2 separate regions of the Sus scrofa genome follow, and region 1 is linked to region 2. The links are chromatin contacts, called in public HiChIP or PLAC-seq maps. All regions are on one chromosome and are shown on one strand. The core of a region is the stretch at or near the end of the contact, and the rest is flanking DNA. Distances in the headings are between cores, read along the strand shown.

Region 1 (4,005 bases), core at 991-3,490, 43 kb before region 2:
ACGACAATACCCTGATTTGCTTTGTTCAGAGCACTAGTCACTATCTGAAATTACCTTGTTTGTTTTCTTAGTTGTTTACTCTCTCCATCTCAAGGGTTTAAGCCTCTATGAAAACATGGGCCGTGTCTTGTTCCTAACTCCATTTTCAGCAACCCAAACAATAAACATTTGCTAAATGAAATTATGCAGCATGTACCATAGACTTCACAAAGAACAACTCAAATCAATCACAGTAACTCAATGAGGGAGATTGGTTTTTACTCACATTACGTACGGTTAAGGATAATCGAGACACAGCGGTTGAGTAACTTTCCCAGTTAGCAAGGTTGGAATCCCAGACACAAGATTCTTGCCACGACGCGATGCTTTTTCGACATATAAACTAACCAGTGGATGAAACTGGCTAAATGAATGAATGAATGGAAACGTGAATGTAAACGTTTATCCTTTTTTGTCTCCGGATTCCCCAGCTCTACCGCAAGGGGGCGCTCTCGCCAAGGTCTTGACGCCAGTACTTAAAGGCGCGCACTCCCCTTGCGTCTCGGGCTCGCGCGCGCTGCCGCGGCACCGGAAGTGACTGAGGTTGCAAGTTCCCCCGGTCTCTTCAGGGGAAACTGAGGCCGGCTCGTTCGGAAGAGACAGCGCGAGCCACCAGCCAGGTAGGCCGGCCCAGGTCCGCGGCGCAGAACTCTGCCGCGAAGAGCGGTCGCGTCTGGAAACTACCTGGCCGATGAATGGGGGATGTGGCCCCCCATGGCTCGCGGGGCTCGCAGGTGAGAGCGCCGCCTCCCCTGTGCGTGGCAGGCGCTGCGCCCAATGGGAGCCCTCGCCGTCCTGCTTCCGTGCCACCTGGGCTCGCTGATTGGCCGCGCTGGGGCGGGCCGCCGGGGGCGAGACCCCTCCTCCCAGAAAGGTCTAGGGGGCGCCCCAGAGGGAGAGCGGTTGCCTAGCAACGGGGCGGTGGCCGGGCGGGTACCCGGCCTAGCGCGCGGAGGGAGCCGCGAGTCCGCAGCCCACCCACCCTGGGCTCGGGAGAGGTGCAGACCCCTGCCTCTAAACCCTCGCCAGGGCGCGAGGAAGCCACCCTGGGCCTGTCCACAGGAGAACGTGGTTTCAGCTGTGGGGGGGCCTCGAGGAGGCCTCGCCCATTCTCCCTGACCCGAGGAGAGGCCCGGCGCCTCACCCTCGCCCAGTCTTTGTGCCGGGCGCCGGCGGCCATTGTGTCCGTGCGGGGAATGGAGGACCCGGCAGCCCCCCACCGCCACGACCAGGGCCTTTGGGGAATTCAGAGAAAGCCAGCAGCGTTTCTGGGGGGTCCCCGGCTTTCCGCCTCCCTGAAAGGCCCGGGGATGGCCTTTCCGAAGTCAGACCGCAGATACGAGGCAGTTTCCCCCTCCCTCCGTCCCTCATCGAAACCTTGAGCCCCATTGAGAAGTCCCTTTAGGGTTTCAGTAAACCTCACCCTGGGCTGGTACTTAAATAGAAGAAAAACAAAAACTAAATCTCACACCAGCCACCTCCGGGAGAGTTCTCCTGGCTCCCAGTAGGAGGCGGAGAGCCAAGGGGCGTGCAAGAGCAAGGGGGCTGGGCTCCCGGGCCGCGGCTGCTGAAGCGGCCGCCCTCGATCTGGGCGATGGAGGAGGAAGCAGGCGAGGGGGCCGGTTCCTGAGCTTCGTAATTCCTGTATCGCCTTCTGGGCTCTCAGTCTGCCGGGTCGCATGATCCCTCCAGCCGGAGCTGCTTTTTTTGCCAGCCGCCGCGAGGCCGGCTGAGTTACCGGCATCCCGGCTGCCACCTCCTCTCCCGACCTCTGATACAAAAGATCTTCCGGGGGCTGCACCTGCCTGCCGGTCGCCTGAGACGGATTTGAATGTAGGTGGTGCGGGGGTGGGGGGTGGGGGACAGACTGCCCATGGGGGTGACTTTCCGAGGAAGACATTTCGGAGAAAAGGGGGTGGCTGAGGCTTAAAGGCCGGTGTGATGATTCAGAGCCCACTGGTGCTTTCAATTTGACTTTATTGAAGTCCCTTGGAAGCCAGACCCAGACCTTCCTAAGAGCCACAAAAGACCCCATTCTGGTACCTGGAGGGGGAATGGATGTTGCAGGGTAAATGGCATGCATGTTAATTTTTTTTTTTTTTTTTTTCTGAAGCTCTTTCTCTCCCTTCAGAACCTTATCTTGGCTTTGGATCTCAGAAGAGAACCACTAAGCAGAGACCAGACTCAGTGAGTGAGCAGGTGTTTTGGACAATGGACTGGTGGAGCCCATCCCTATTATAAAAATGTCTCAGAGCAACCGGGAGCTGGTGGTTGACTTTCTCTCCTACAAGCTTTCCCAGAAAGGATACAGCTGGAGTCAGTTTACTGATGTGGAAGAGAACAGAACTGAGGCCCCAGAAGGGACTGAATCAGAAGCGGAAACCCCTAGTGCCATCAATGGCAACCCATCCTGGCACCTGGCGGACAGCCCCGCGGTGAATGGAGCCACTGGCCACAGCAGCAGCTTGGATGCCCGGGAGGTGATCCCCATGGCTGCAGTGAAGCAAGCGCTGAGGGAGGCGGGCGATGAGTTTGAACTGAGGTACCGGAGGGCATTCAGTGACCTGACGTCCCAGCTCCACATCACCCCAGGGACAGCGTATCAGAGCTTTGAGCAGGTAGTGAACGAACTCTTCCGGGATGGGGTGAACTGGGGTCGCATTGTGGCCTTTTTCTCCTTCGGTGGGGCACTGTGCGTGGAGAGCGTAGACAAGGAGATGCAGGTATTGGTGAGTCGGATCGCAACTTGGATGGCCACTTACCTGAATGACCACCTAGAGCCTTGGATCCAGGAGAACGGCGGCTGGGTAAGGACCACGCCCCTTGTGGTGTCCCTGTTCCTTGGTCTCAGGTCAGATCCCCAACAGCCTTTCCTCTGTACCTCTTTCTGTCGCGCTGTGTGATTATTGGAGATGTTGTTTGTTAAGGAGATGTGACTGGCCTCACTGCAGCACAAGACGCTAACTGTCCTGAAATACAGATGACCTAGTTCTGCAAGGACCAGACAGCTTCGTTCTGGTCATCCCCATGACCCTACCCTTTCAGACTTGTGTCCAATTTCTCTGCAGAGGAAAACATAGCCTGTGTGTTCATTGGGCCCCAAACCTTTGCGGGTGGCGGGTTAGTCCGGTGTTTCCCTGACCCTGACGTAATGGCTCCCCTCGCTAAGGGTAACACCTGCAGGAGACGGTATCAGTGACCCACCAGTCCCTTCAGTCTTACTCCCCCTGGGATGTCAATCCTGTCCTGGGCTTCCCTCCCCCAGATGGAGTCCCCTGTGTTTCAGAGTTGGCATGACCAGGCAGGGAGTTCCCACTGGCTTAGATGGCTGAGGATTGTCTACTTTTAGGGTGTAAGCTGTGCCAGTGGGCCAGTTGTGTTTGTGCCACACCCCTATGTTCATTGGCTCTGAAGTGTGCAACTTTGGGTATGATTGGACTGTTTGTGGAGCTCTTTGCAGTGTCATGCATTAAGCCCAGGGACTTTGCACCTCACTGCCTGGGGTCGGTTGGGAAGCTCCAGCTGCCTGTTGCTTTCGGGCCAGGGCTCTGGGATCTCTTGCCCGCAAGGCAAGAACCTGGTCCGTGGGGCTCTGTGGGACATTGAGATTCAGTGACAGACTTCGGAAACAAAACTGACACAGGCGTGAGTCCCAGCCCTGTCGCTTAATTAGCCATGTGACCTTGGACAGGCCAGTTTACCTTGAGCCTCAGTTTCTTCCTCTTAAAAAAATGTGACCAGCCCTCCTTGCCCTGCAGGTCTCGTAAATCCTGGAGCGAAGGTGAGCACAGTGACGGACACCAGCCAGTTTGCTGTAGTAGTTGTTCTTGGTCCCAGGTTCTCCATCTGGGCCCAGAAATAGTCATGCCTCATTCCTTTCCCAGGGAGGAGACTTCCCTTGCCCATCACTAAGTCAGGGTGAGCCAGTGGGGAGAGATTCATTGGAGGCAATTTTTGCTCTTCTAC
Region 2 (4,122 bases), core at 1,502-4,001:
TTCACATCAGTACAATGAAGCCACGATAAATGTTCTGAGGAGTAACTGAAAGGAGTCATTCACTGGTTCAGTTCAAATAGGTTCATTTAGAACAGCACCTGCTATGTTCCAGGTATCGCACCAGGTTCTTGAGATACAGGTGACAAAAACCACATACAGCCTAGTCGAGGAGACAGGACAGAAAATAGTCACTCAAGGGAGCTCCCATCATGGCTCAGCAGTAACAAACCCGACCAGTATCCATGAGGACTCGGGTTTGATCCCTGGCCTCACTCAGTGGGTTAAGGATCCCGCGTTGCTGTGGCTGTGGTGTAGGCTGGCAGCTGCAGTTATAATTCAGCCCCTAGCCTGGGAACTTCCATATGCCACAGGTACGGCCCTAAAAAGGCAAAAAAAAAAACTAACCAAAAAAAGGCAATAGTCGCTCAAGTGAACATGATTGTGCCTATGATGAGGGAACACGGCCTCCTCAGAGTACAGGGCTTTTTGCTCAGGGCCTGGCACAGGCAGAGCAGTCAGCCACGTGATAAAGGTCCGCAGCCATGATAACAGTTATTGTCGTTTTAACAAGTGAGGGCACTGTGGGCTGGAGAAGTCACCTGCTCCAAGTCACACTGCCAGAAGGAACTGTGAAGAAGTAGGAGGTGAGAAGAGGAGAAGGATGGGAGCAGGAGGACTAACTGGATTCAAGCAGGGACTGCACTCCAGACCCTGGCAGGGCAGGTGGTCCACTCGCACTCGGGGCATTGTTGTGCCAACCTTTTTCCTGATGGGTTGCAGTTGGCCGCAGGGTGACCTGCATTGTGCCCTGAGCTATCTCTGGACAGAGATCTAGCTGAAATCAGTCTGCCTGTCTGGATGGGCCCCTGGCCTCAGACGTGGTCGATCTTGGTCCCTGCCTGCCCTGAGTCCCCAGACTGCTGGGAGAGACTGACACACAGACAGAAGGCCTCGACCTAGGGATGCCCCTGCCCTTTCTTCCCACCTCAGAGCCTTTGCACATGTTATTTCTGCCAGAACATGCTCTTTTTCATCCGATATATATATATATATATATATATATTTTTTTTTTTTTTTTTTTTTTTTTGGGCCGTGCCCACGGCATGCGGAAGTTCCAGCCAGAATTCAAACTCTTACCACAGCAGTAATAACGCCAGATCCTTAACCCACTAGGCCACCAGGGTACTCCATCACCCAACATTTTGGATCCTCCTTTGGCCACTGCCACCGTATCACTCAGGTCTCAGCTCAAATCTCACTTCCCCAGATACACCTTCTTTGACCACTCTACCTTCACCAGTCCCCAGGTATTCTTTATCACCTGCCCAGGTTACTGTCTTCAAATCCTCATCATCTCTGAAATTGTCTTGGCTCCTTTTCTTTCTGCTTCCTACTAGGACAGTGTTATTCAACCTTTTTATGCTTACCACCCCTTCCGCTAAGGAGTATTTTAGACGTTTTTGTCCTTGTTGCTCTGCCATGACTTTGAATACCACAGCTGTAGTGTGTATGGCTTTCTGCCCACCCCACCCCCGATGGAAAATGAGCAGACTAGAACATAAGCTCTGTGAAGGCAGGGCCATCGTTTGTCTTGTTCACCGCTGTGTCTCCAGGGCTGGGCTCGGAGCATGGTAAGGTGCCCAGTAAATAGTTATGGTGTGAATGAAGGTCCAAAACCCCTGGGAGCACAGAGGAGCCGTTCATCCTGGAGTTAAAGGCGGGATGAAAAGGGAGGTCTTCTCGGAAGGCAGGACTCCAAAGTGGGGTCATATAAGCTGAGTAGGGGTGGGCTGACTGGGGAGGGGAGACGTGGGCAGGGTGACTAGTTGGAGGACAGTGTTGGCAAAGAAACACAGGCTTGAGGCCCTCTGGAGTGCAGGGGGCGGCTAGTCCGCACATGTGGCCCGGATTGTTGGAGGCAGCATCTTGAAAGTGATCCCAGCCTTAGCTTCTCCTGGGGACCCTGGTTCTTGTCTCATCGCTTTGAAGGGCCCCAATGTCAAATCAGGAGACCCCGATTCCTAGTCCAAGTTCTGCCACAAATTGGCTATTTGAGACTGTAGTGTGGGTGAGTGGGTTGGCCTTGCTGACTTGGGGTCTGCCTGGCTAGGAGTCCATGGTTCTCTCAGGGAGGTCATTCGCCACTACCCGTCCCCAGTGGTCCTGAAGACCCCACATGGGTGCCGTGGTAGCAGTTGCAGCTGCAAAGAGAAATGCCCCGCTTTGCTCTAATGCACGCTGAGGATGCAGGTAGCCTCTTAGGCCTGGGTCTCCTGAGAGCCTCTGTGACATCGGAAACCTCCCTGAACCCCACCCTTACATCTCACTCCCTGCCCACCATGCCAGCTCTGGCTGAAACCTCTGAGAGCCACTGAGCAGCAGTGGGGGCTGATCTCTGCTTTTCCAGACCAGGGCTGCTCCACAATCTTGTTTATTTATCCAGAGCAGCCGCCCACTGAGAAAATGGCTGTGTTTGTTTCCAAGTGTGTGTGTGTGTGAACCTTGGGCTAAATATACCCACACCACTGCCTCCCCAGCCCCGCCCTGGAACAGCACACCCCATTTTGCTCATGTTGGCTGCAAAAGCAGTCCCCAGAACCCACGGTCCTCTGCCCCCTCCCTCCCTAGGAGAAGGCACTTCTGAAATGGAGATGAAGGTTGTCCAACCGGGACTGCGTGGGTGGGGGCTGGGCAGATCTGAGCCTTGTCTCTGTGGCACCAGCAGGAGAATGTTCCCTCCACCCTGGAATGACTGTTCCTGGACAGTGAGTGCTTTGTGCCCTTGCAGGGACAGGCCCTGTTTACTCCAACTCAGCCCCAGAGCTGAAAATTTCCTGTGGCTGCCAGACCTCTACTTCAGGAAAGTTCCCATCCAGGGAGCCAGGCCTCTCCCACTTTGGCTGCACCCCTGTGTCCTGGGTTCTTGTGGGACATTTAGCCCCTTGGGATAACAAGGGCCTTCTGGCTGTGGCCTCCCTTCTCTTAATGCTCCCCACAGCCCAGGACTCTCCTCCATCACAGATCTTTTCGTGACTTCACCTGAGCCTGCTTCACTTAGGACAAGAAAAATTAAAATTCCTCTAAGAATTTTCTGGTCTGTCAACACCCATGAAGGCTAACCAAGATGGAGGAGGAGAGCCTGGGCAGCAGTGCGGCCAAAGAGTGAGGACACTGGCTGCTGCCACTGTCCTTCTCCCCTCATACCCAAGGCTCTGCCTCCATCCCAGCCTCCCTCTGTGGCAGCACTCTGTTGGGGCCAGGCAGTCCTAGGTTTTGATTCTGGCTCTGCCACCTGTTAGCTGGGTGACCCCAGGCTTTCCTACTTACTCTATCCTCAGTTGTCTGAGAACAGGTAACTGGGGCTCAGAGCTCTACATTCCTTTTTTTTTTTAGGGCCTCACCTGCAGCATATGAAGTTCCCAGGCTAGGGGTCGAATCAGAGCTGTAGCCACCGGCCTACACCACAGCCACAGCAGCATGGGATCCGAGCTGCATCTGTGACCTACGCCACAATCCCGTGAGGGATTGAACCTGCCTCCTCATGGATACTAGTCAAGTTCCTTACTGCTGAGCCACAGTGGGAACTCCAACATCTGGGGATTCTGATGAAGGTAAAGTGGGATGACAATGCCTGGCACTTAGGAGACATGCAAGACCTTTGTTCTACTCATGTATTTATGAAGCACCAACTGTGTGCGAGACGCTGTTCTGGGTACTGGGTATCTAGAAACAAGACAGGCTCTCTGCCTCATCAAGCCACATCTCCTGCAGGAGACAAATCAAAACCAAGACCAAGGGTAGACTCTTCTTTTGCAAGTGCTCAGAAGAAAAATAAGGTAAGGGGATAGGGAGAAAGGGGGTGGGGTGGGGTAGCATTTTAGCCAGGGTGGCCCGGGCAGACTTCTCTGAGGAGATGGCATTTGAGTCGAGTCAGGAGTGAGACAAGGGAGTAAGGGAGGTGAAGACCTGGGGTCGAGTGTTCAGGCAACACAAGGCAGCAAGGTACCAAGCTCAGCGGATATTCCAGGAACAGCAGGGAGGCCAGTGCAGCTGGGGTGGACTGTGTGGTAGGGAGGGGCACGGTCCTGCTGGACTTGCTGGCTGTGGGAAGGACTTTATTCC

The links. HiChIP or PLAC-seq counts read pairs in DNA pulled down with a chosen protein or histone mark.
Region 1: an H3K27ac HiChIP or PLAC-seq map of skeletal muscle shows a contact between it and region 2. The contact joins the promoter of BCL2L1 here to the enhancer-like site in region 2. A contact is called at or near these places in 5 of 5 promoter capture datasets (fetal liver, fetal skeletal muscle, liver and 1 more), 35 of 47 Hi-C or Micro-C datasets (adipose tissue, alveolar macrophages, blood and 16 more) and 2 of 2 datasets of contacts at active chromatin or transcription factors (alveolar macrophages and skeletal muscle).

The regions. Positions count from the first base shown.
Region 1 is chr17:35,412,318-35,416,322 of Sscrofa11.1, reverse strand. BCL2L1 (BCL2 like 1) reads left to right here and starts at 2,240. Exons shown (of 2, transcript NM_214285.1): 1 at 2,240-2,846. The coding sequence starts at 2,283.
Region 2 is chr17:35,369,775-35,373,896 of Sscrofa11.1, reverse strand. All of the region lies in intron 1 of BCL2L1 (BCL2 like 1), which reads left to right. Among named protein-coding and RNA genes, the nearest start is that of BCL2L1, 42 kb to the left of the region's middle. Within about 2 kb of position 2,751, at least 35 of the 83 cell types and tissues checked have an H3K27ac peak or open chromatin away from gene starts, as enhancers often do. A contact at or near this core is called in adipose tissue, alveolar macrophages, brain and 5 more, where this site is marked.